2 separate regions of the Gasterosteus aculeatus genome follow, and region 2 is linked to region 1. Evidence: chromatin contacts called from public Hi-C data. All regions are on one chromosome and are shown on one strand. The core of a region is the stretch at or near the end of the contact, and the rest is flanking DNA. Distances in the headings are between cores, read along the strand shown.

The links. A called contact is a pair of places that touch in the nucleus more often than the background predicts.
Region 2: a Hi-C map of skeletal muscle shows a contact between it and region 1, with 2.1 times the contacts expected there. The contact joins two enhancer-like sites. A contact is called at or near these places in 4 of 6 Hi-C or Micro-C datasets (skeletal muscle, tail fin and whole body).

What each region holds. Positions count from the first base shown.
Region 1 is chr3:5,181,536-5,186,541 of fGasAcu3.hap1.1, reverse strand. slc6a9 (solute carrier family 6 member 9) reads left to right here. Exons shown (of 15, transcript XM_078098901.1): 7 at 1-98; 8 at 345-479; 9 at 574-677; 10 at 3,204-3,441; 11 at 4,373-4,507; 12 at 4,852-4,951. Among protein-coding and RNA genes, the nearest start is that of lrrc24, 20 kb to the right of the region's middle. Within about 2 kb of position 1,996, at least 6 of the 9 cell types and tissues checked have open chromatin away from gene starts, as enhancers often do.
Region 2 is chr3:5,365,878-5,371,172 of fGasAcu3.hap1.1, reverse strand. It overlaps rnf220a (ring finger protein 220a), which reads left to right. Exons shown (of 14, transcript XM_078098667.1): 14 at 1-1,016. Among protein-coding and RNA genes, the nearest start is that of klf17, 46 kb to the right of the region's middle. Within about 2 kb of position 3,247, at least 6 of the 9 cell types and tissues checked have open chromatin away from gene starts, as enhancers often do.

The DNA of each region.
Region 1 (5,006 bases), core at 747-3,246:
ACTTTGGAGAGGTCCGTCTCCCCATCCTGGGCTGCCTGGCCGTGTCCTGGTTTGTCGTCTTCCTCTGTCTCATCAGGGGCGTCAAATCCTCTGGAAAGGTTAGTCTCTCTCTCACTCGCACACACACACACACACACACACACACACACACACACACACACACACACACACACACACACACATACTAATAACACTCATTCATAGACATCAAGGCTTGGCCACATGTGAAAACAGACATAATACTCCCATAGCAAGTCTGTTTTCTTGACTGTTTTATCACTTGTACGTTTAGCCAAGGAAGGTTACTCATTTTAACTATTATGTGTGTGTGTGTTTGTGCGCAGGTGGTGTACTTCACAGCCACGTTCCCCTATGTCGTTCTGACCATCCTGTTCATCCGCGGCATCACCCTGGAAGGAGCCGTCAACGGCATCAAGTACTACCTGACTCCCCAGTGGCATAAGGTCCTCGATGCAAAGGTATCCGCTCAAACACACACACACACACACAGCTGACGGGCTGCGGGATTCTTTGTTCTACTTCTGACGGGTTGTTGGGTTCCGGCCTTTGTAGGTGTGGGGAGACGCGGCGTCACAGATCTTCTACTCCCTGGGCTGTGCATGGGGGGGGCTCATTACCATGGCCTCCTACAACAAGTTCCACAACAACTGCTTCAGGTGGGTTCTCCAGACGGTGGATTAACGGGAACAACCTTTGCCGCTTCGACGCCACCTCGAAGAAATTGCGCTTTGGGAAGAAGCACTTGATGCTGAAAGTTTGACGACAAGATCGACACCACTTCTCACACAACAAATACAAAAGTGTGAGAACAATGTTGTTGTGGTTTTACGGGAGGTTATGCCACTGTTATCACTAGCAACTAGAGGAAACTCCTGTAAGTTATTACTCCCAGCTAAGAAACTATCTGGTTCATTAAAATTAAAATGCTGTCCGGCTTTTCATGTTCTGGTATTTGCTGCATATGATGGTTTCCAACTTGAATAATCGATTAACTCGAAAGTCAAAAGTTTTTACCCCCCAAAATATGCTGACGCTGCTTTTTATTTAAGGAAAGTATAAAAGCAATTTATTCAGATTAATAACATTAATTGTTTGGCTTCATAAAAAATGACGTCAGATCTTCATTTGAAAACAACAAATGTAGCTTGTTAATTCGGCTTCGTTGGTGGTGGGAAGATTTTTTTTAACCTTAAGAGAGACTTAAACTCGAACTGTGACTTCAAGTAACCCAGAAAGTAATCTAGGCACTGTTTTCTAATGTGGATTAGGTAATGACAATCAAATTGTGCAAATAGTTGCACAATTATCGAGGACTGGCAGAATGATTTGTCCATTGCAGGGCCGGCTTTGTGGAGACAAAGACACACTTCTACACTGATGCTGACAGAGATTTCTTTGTCTGTACGTTGCTGTAGTCCTTTGCCTTTTTACGTGGTCGGCTTTACAGAAACAAAGAGGATGTTTGAGCAACACAGACCAACGTCTTACTAATTGCACTAATCAGGGAAGCACAAGGAGTCGGAGAAGAGGAGCAGATAGAAAGTTGAGATAAACCACATTGTTTCAGTACAGAGGGACGAGAGAACCAGCAAGAGACGGAGTGAGTCAGGGCAAAAGCTCTTAAAAGAGAAGGTGAGATAACGTAAGACGGGATGAGGGACGGAGATACGTTTTTTTGGACTTATGTTAAGAGGCTGGTTTCACTTCACGCTTGAATGCAAAGGGAGCGAGGAAAGGGGGCAGGAAACGGTTCAAAGGGGGGGAGGCGATAAGGAGAGGAAAAGATGTCATTTATTCTCTTGAGCCTGTCCACACATGCTGACGGAGCGAGGGCCGCTGGGGCGGGATGCACGAGCGGAGCGGTTGAAGATATATTTGTCCCTCTGCCAGCAGCTCGAAAGTTGTGCTATCTGTGCACACAGCTGTGTGGCGGTCTAATCAGCTTGCGTTCTGCAGGCCCGTGCCTGTGGACGCACCCTCTGCCCCCCTGCAACACCCCCACCAGCCGGTGCACGAGCCGAAGTGCAGGGAGTCGGGGGGGATCGGAGGCATCTTCTGTGAATGGGGAATGTGAGCAAACAGAGCCAAGTCTGAGTCGGGCTGATTGGAGATCGGCAGCATGCAGCTCAGACTGCTGCTTCTCAGGACAAAGACTGCTAGGCATCTTCATGGGAAGAAATGGACCAGAGCCCATTGGCACCTTTTAGCATTGATCTTTGGCCTCTGCCTCGTCTTCATCCCTGTCAAAATCCTCTCGAGGAGCAACACATCTTGATTGGAAAATTAAGCTTATGCCTGAAATATTGATATCATCATGTGTGGGTTTAGTGAACATGGAAAGATACATGATTGATGGAGGTTTGGGAGGCTGGTCAGGTGTTTCTGACCTTTGTAGTCGGTTGCTGAAACACCACCACCTCATCGCTAGGGGTGTAACTGGATCTATACATTGAATCAGGGATCAACAATCCAACATCGTTGACGTGGTGAAAACATCAATGCGGGTCATCATCTTCAAGATGAGCCTCCACACGCCTGGGACAGCAGTTTGCTTCTTTGCGCACCTCCTCCCCTATCATGACCAGGCATAACTGTCTATTTAATCGGCAGTCTATTTAAATGTAACTGATTAGGTTATACAATATTGTCTAATATTGTCTCAATTGAGTGAAATCAAAATTTGCATTCTATTTGTATGGATTGAAATTGTATCGCAATGAAACTTATGATTTACACCCATATGGATTAAGGCGACTGAATTATCATGCGTTTATTTTTCGTCAATAGTTGGGTAGCAAACTTACAACTCAGACCCCCCTTAATTAACCATCACTAAATTTGGCTCCCTTCTCACTTCGCACCTCCTTCTAATTTAGTAATTAACATATGAAGTAAACTCTCGATGTTCGGTGTATCGTTCAATGAAGGTGGTGAGTAAAGATGTACTCATAAATAGCCTTTGAATAGCCTCATAGTTAATTAGGACATGTGGCGTGATCTATGGAAAAGTACCACTGTGTGTTTTCTCTTATCCTGAACCTTCAGTAAACGGTGATTCCACTTAATGGCCAACTTGTAGTTCCTTCTCTTCTCTTCATCACTTAATGGCCAACTTGTAGTTCCTTCTCTTCTCTTCATCACTTAATGGCCAACATGTAGTTCCTTCTCTTCTCTTCGTACAGAGACAGCATCATAATCAGCATAACCAACTGTGCAACCAGCGTGTATGCCGGCTTTGTCATATTCTCGATCCTGGGCTTCATGGCCCACAACCTGAACGTCCCCGTGTCGGAGGTGGCCGACCACGGGCCGGGCTTGGCCTTCGTCGCCTATCCAGAAGCCCTCACTCTGCTGCCCATCTCACCGCTCTGGTCACTGCTCTTCTTCTTCATGCTCATCCTCCTGGGACTGGGGACTCAGGTGAGGCTGGGAAACCGTCCAACCATACTTTTGACCAGTAGCCTACTGTGTGTTTACTAGTAGTAGCTTACTAGTAAGAGTGAGGGATTACATTTAACTCTGCGTTGACCCAATTTCCTTTGCTTTTTGTGACGGTAATAAGGCATTTGTGGTCCTTCCATGAGGAAGAAGGAAGCGAGAGAGCAGTGATTAGGAGTTAGCGTTCGTCAAAGATGCAGAGAACATTGCAATCCTCCGTAACCTTTTGCTTTCAACTTTGATAAATCAAATGGACCTTCGGACTGCAAAAAACCTGCGAAACAAAGAACTGCTCCATGAGCGTAGGTTCTGCTTTGTGTGTAGGGCTTCTAAGACAATGTGAACGTCATTGTCCTTTTAAAATTGGTAGCATGCTAACATTAGCGTTTAGCTAAAAGCACCACTTCTAACTGGCTTGTAGACTATTATTATATTGTGTATATATATATATATATATATATATATATATATATATATATATATATATAATTATATTATATTACCATTAGCTGGTAAATATAAAAGCCCTTTTATTCTTGACAATCTACTTTAGTGCTTGAAATTCTGATGCCACACCCTCTCCAAATAAAATAATTGGTGGAATGCTAACTACAAAAGTGAGGTGTGAGGATAAATATGTAGCTGCTCACAGAAACACCTTAGCAAAGCTTTGACATCATAGTGGATATAGAAATGTAAAATCTACTGAACATTTATTGTGTAATTTGACCTCCCACAGTTTGAGACGTTAGCGGAAGTTAAGTTCACTTAACTGTCACTGTTCACGTGAAAAAGGTCTCGTATTGGTTCACCTTCCTGGTGAACCCATTCTCATCATTTAGGAAGGAGTTTGAGCAGCCGTCCAAAGCGTCCTATTGAACTTAACCCACAAACCTCATCCCTGTTGCGGTAGTTCTGTCTGCTGGAGACCCTGGTGACGGCCGTGGTCGATGAGATCGGAACCGACTGGATCATCCGGAACAAGACCGTTGTGACACTTTCGGTGGCCATAATTGGATTCTTACTGGGAGTGCCGCTAACAACACGGGTAAGTCCTGCCCACGAGCAGAGTGCGTCTTTGAGCGGGCGACGGTGGGTGAGTGGGGAGCACAGTCGTCCTCCAATCAGAGGGTTGGCGGGTCGACTCCAGGTCCGGCGAAATCACATGTCCATGGGTCCCAAGACACTTAACCCAACATGGCTCCTGTAGCTGTGACCACAGTGTGTGAATGTTAGTTACTGATGGGCTCCTGTGTATGAATGGGTGAATGATGACATGTTAAAGAGCTTTGAGTGGTTGCAAGACTAGAAAAGCGTTTTACAAGTACAGTCCATTTGTAGACAACTCGTCTTCTGTCATGAAGGTGACTTTGTTTTATCTTCTGGGTGCAGGCGGGAATCTATTGGCTACTGCTGATGGACAACTACGCTGCTAGTTTCTCTCTGGTCGTCATCTCCTGCATCATGTGTATCTGCGTCATGTATGTTTATGGTAAGATAATGCTGCTTTTGGCTCTCATGTGAATTTGGAACAAGCGCCATACATT
Region 2 (5,295 bases), core at 1,998-4,497, 180 kb before region 1:
CCGTGTCGCTTAAGAGAATAAAAAAGGGCCTGTCCACTAAAACCGAGCTTTCAACCAAACTGAGAATAACCACACAACTTTGAAAAGGGAGTTTTACTCCTCCACCACCTCTTCTTCTTCTTCTCTCCTCCTTTTGTGGTGTTCTAGTGAAGTAAACCAAAATTTCTCCCCCTCCAAGATACAGTGCAAGCACATGTAATATAGTTCTATGTATGTTTACAATGTTGGATGTAAATGACATAGAGATCACGTACACATACAAAGACACACACACACACACACACACACTCACGCATATACATACAGAAGTATATAATATCAAAGTCCTGTTGTAAGTTGGAAGGGCCTGGGAAATGTGTTTGGGACGGGAAAAAATGGCTTGAATAAAATAAGCCTTCTGTATTTTTAAGAAGAAAAAAAAGATCATTTGAAGATCAGTTATTTCACTGTACAGGAATAAAAGATGTAAGTAATAAAAAACTACTCGAGACTAGACGGTCCAGATTTAGGTGGTGTAATTTTTTTCTGCAGAGGTATACTAAAAAAAGGTAAGAATGATGCAAGGAGAGATCTGTTTTATTGAAAGGAGAGATTCCCATCGGCCAAGATTTACTATGGACAAGCTTCTTCTTTTCACCTCCTCAGGAGGAGTAACACCACCCTCCGATCCCAGTCTACAAACGTTCTGTTTTCACCCCTGTCATGTCTCAGAAGCGAGCCTTGTCCATTGTTTTTCTCATACTGCTGAAATGCTGTGGAAAGGTCTCCAAAGATAGCAACTCCTGAAGGGAAGGTTCTCGGATGAGGGAGCTCTCTGGATAAGAAGGACGGGCTGCGACTGAACTGGCAACGTCAGCAAACCCCGCAGCATTGACCCCCCCCCCCCCCTACGGCAGCAGCTGCAGCAGCAACCACGGTGGTGGTGCTTTGTGTTTGTAAAACTATGTATTCTGTGATGTCTGTATTGTTGTAAGAAATGCTGAAAAAAAATGAAAAAATAAAACTTCTCAAATACCGCGAGTGTTCTGGTGCGCGCGCACTCACCGAGTGAGTGGCTGTCAAAATAAGAGGAATGTTGCTGTGTTCACTGTAATAAAGCTGAAGAAGGTGGCCTTAATGTAGAAGACCCCTATTCCGTCCATGTGCATTTTTGATAGTTTGTGTTTTGTGTGTCATTTGTCTGAAAAGGCGCGTTTCGTGTCACATGAAATACAAGCACTCGGATCCGCATCCGGGCCCGTTCACCCGCCCCGTCGCGCGGCCCTGATGCGCGGCCCCGCGGCAGCAGGTGGTGACGTTACCGCAAAGTCCTGTAAGTGTTACCCGATGTTGTCTCATAAGTAAGTTATTTTAGGCTGGTACTTTTTCGTATGTTATCTATCTAATGTTACCGCAAAATAAAATGAAATATGACAGGACTTTAGCTCCTTTAGCTTAGCTTAACATTCCGCTCGCAGTTAGCATGTTCGCACTAAAAAAATACTACCAAATACAACGTAGACGTTTATGAATATACGTTAATACATCTTTTTACCCTCACATTGGCAAAGTACCGTGACGAGTAGCTCAATGAGACTTGCGCGTGGCCTGTGTGCGCGTGCGTGTGACCTGGTTTGCCTTCCTCCAATAGAGAAACTTGACGATCACAGCTGCGCCTCGTTGGGGCGCGCGGACACGCCGGCTGCCATGACGTCACGCTAGAGTCTCGGGCGACTCACGTACGGAATCACCGGACTCCTAAAGGGCCCCAAGCAGCTGTTTGATTCTGTTACAATTGTGATTTATTAATACCTGAAACGCGTTTATCCCTCCGCCCGCGGCCCTGCAGCTTCCACATGTGCAGCAAACATTCCACTTGACAAAGTAGTTCCTCGCATTGACAAAACCACCACGTTGATAAAAGCAGAGCCTGGATTTAATGAGTGGAGGTATGTTGGTCAAGTTCTGCGTCGAAATGGCAAGTGTACACAATTAGAGGTGTTATAGGCTCATGCAACATTTTATGAATATATTCTAACAGGCTGGAGTCACTTATGATTCCAATCATCAAAGAGTGTATTCAGTAATACGTTAGGAGTCACTAATGCAAGTAGAATATGTGCTGTAGTTTTAACAATTAAAATCATCACAACTGTTTTCCCTACAGAGCAGTGTGTGTGCGTTTGACACAAACTACATATTGATTCAGCCACCTTACTTACTGGATGGATGAAGACAATACGTGGCCAGTTCAGAGTGTGTGATTGTGTGTGTGTGTGTGTGTGTGCACGTCTGTTGTGTTTTGTGCCCGAGGTAGGAGGACATCAATCCAAGAGGCGCCTGCAGAAAGCGGCAGGAAATTGAACGAGTTGATAGAAGAACCCCCTGAAGGCTGCTTCAGAGTCATTAAGGCCATTTAGCCCCTCAGCTCGCTCCACCCAAAACCACAGGCACAAGATGATAAGTCCTTTGTGCGTATTCTATTGTATGCTTTAGATGAGCGAAAACGGGACTATTGTTACATAATACAAAGTTTGGAAATGGGAAAGGGAGCGGGTGCAATAAATGAGACATTTTTGAGACAAAATGTTTGACAAATATTATTGGCATTTTAAAGTTATTGAAAATAATGGCAGGACGCTTTTGTAAAAAAAAAATGAACATTGACAGCAAGCCAGTGGTATGCAAACTCCCTGTTGAGGTACGTGTATTTTCATTCTGAGCAATTGTATACTTTCTCCTCAATTCATTTGAAATGTTGCTGATTATACTTGACTACTTAATAGAAGTAACATGTTGAGTACTTTAACCATTTGTACCTTGGGGCATTGTTACAAGTGAAGACTTTTATTTACAATAATCAATATCATTACTCATATCAATATTAGGAAACAACCATTGTATGAGTAATTATATTGATCATTTATTTCCTCCTTGTAGCCCTGAGACGATTATGAGGGTTTGGTTCTGTGTTCGAGGCTCTCGTGGAGACATTTCCAGCCCTTTATGAACCCTTTCTGTTAGATGGCATTGAGTGCCGACCTTTCACAAGAGAATTACCCACAAGTCATCACGGGATTACATGGAGATGTAAAAAAGACGCTTAAGAGTTTAATGTGTGTTAAGTTTGGACTATTAGATTGACACAGAAGCATCAAAGATTGATAGATAGTTTCTTCAATTGTACGTCTTAGTTTTTGCATTGTCGTGGTGACAGGGTATGCTGCAGGGCGAGGGGGGGGGGCAAACCTGTCGTCCTGCAGGGACAATAACCTTCCACAGAGTGGCAGTGTTGGATAGCAAACAGACTCCCAGCGTCTCATAGATAAAAACAGTTATATCTTTATTAGATACAAATACGTGATATTTCCCATTAACATGTTAGTTTGGGTGAGTGGGGAGCACGGTCGTCCTCCAATCAGAGGGTTGTCGGTTCGATCCCAGGCTCTGCTAACCCGCATGTCGTTGTGTCATTGGGCAAGACACTTAACCCAACATTGCTCCTGTAGCTGCGACTACAGTGTGTGAATGGTAGTTACTGATGGCAGGTGTCACTGTGTATGGTTCTCCTGTCAGCAATGTATGAATGGGTGTGAATGGGTGAATGATGTCATGTAGTGTTAAAGCGCTTTGAGTGGTCAGAAGACTAGAAAAGCGCTATGCAAGTACAGTCCATTTACCATTTACCATTTTCTACTAAGAAATGTACTAGGTTATTCAAGATCAGTGATATGCAGATCAACGAGTGCTTGAAGTCAAGCTGTCAGACGTTGATACATTTCTGCTGAAGCTGAAAGTAGGAATACGAGTATCCGACAAACGTGGACAAAAAGGAGCCGGCTCATCTCATCCGTTTCATCTGCTCCTCCTGCCCCCTTCACCACCACTCCTTTCATCTTGGCAAGCCCCCCGGGGGAGAACACTGGCCCACTGTGTGTGTGTGTGTGTGTGTGTGTGTGTGTGTGTGTGTGGTTGAGTGAAGTAGGGAAAGAGGGGGGGGGGGGTCTCCAGGTCTTGCCACAGGTTCCCATATCTTGAAAGGGAGATGACAACATGAGATACTGGTGAAAAGCAGTAACAGTGGTTTGTGGAACACTAGTATGTGAGTGTTGAGGGTCTCCTCCCTCCTGACCCCCCCCCCGGCACTAGCAGAGTGCAGACGTTGTCCTCAGACCTCATTCTTCTGTGGGACGGACGTCCCCAATTTTACAGATATGGGTAGTCCCATCGTGAGCCGTACAGGAGCAGACCCCCGTTGTGTCCACGGAGGTGTGAGGGGGGGGGGGGCAGGTAGCGTGTGCACGGTGTTGTGAAGCATGGCCAATAATCACCTGTCCTTTACAGTCATTTCATGTAATAATACTTTTCCTTTTCACAGGATCGTACCATGATGAAATCATACATTGGGATATAGTGATGAACAACTATTTTTGTCTAAATAACAAGTATTAACTAAACTAAAATTTCTCCAAAAATCTGATAACAATTCTGCTGTGGGATGACATGTAGTTCATTGTTTACATGCATGAAAACACAGCCGGTCCATAGCTGAACGTAATTAGGTTTTCAAACTTTTTTCTTTCACTTCACTTGATATTCTTGTCTTATATTTGTCCTAAAGTCCTGAATAAAGGAGAAAATACAACAATTTTTCATGTATTGTAATCACACAGGAGGATGCAACGCGTGTGTTAGCTACGTTCTGAATACATTAGAAGAAATATTATGACTTCATAACCTGAACCTTCCTCTGACCATGATTGTAATATTAACATCTCATATTGTAAAATCAGTGAGACCCGTTAACATTAGAATTAGGGCACAACAAACCAATCGACTCCCTACCAGCACCAGAACCCACACAGACACATACAGACAACGGCGCCCACACAACGGTTAACAACGTCTACCAACGTGCTGCCCAGAACCAACCAGGAGCCCATTGCAGCGCTGCACGTGTGTGACGTCACAGCTGCTTCGCATCCTGCTCCGGCCCCGAGGGGAAGCAAGGCATGACCCGTGTTGACTGGGTGATCCACATGTCATGCTAAGCTAAGCGAGCTGTTGGCAGTGACGGGAGGAGCGCCGCCGGGTTCCGTTTCACGCTCACGCTGATGATGGTCACAAGATGGTCACTGCTGAAGGTCCGATGACCACAGCAGCCATGCTCTCATGCTACCGCATGTCATTTTACCTTCATGATGCCATAAAAGAAAGAAAAAACATTCTTTAAATACAACTTTCAATTCACCAGAATAAATGGCGCGAGTCATATTTTAACCGCGTTCCAGCTCATCGATGTCCTTTTTTCATCCG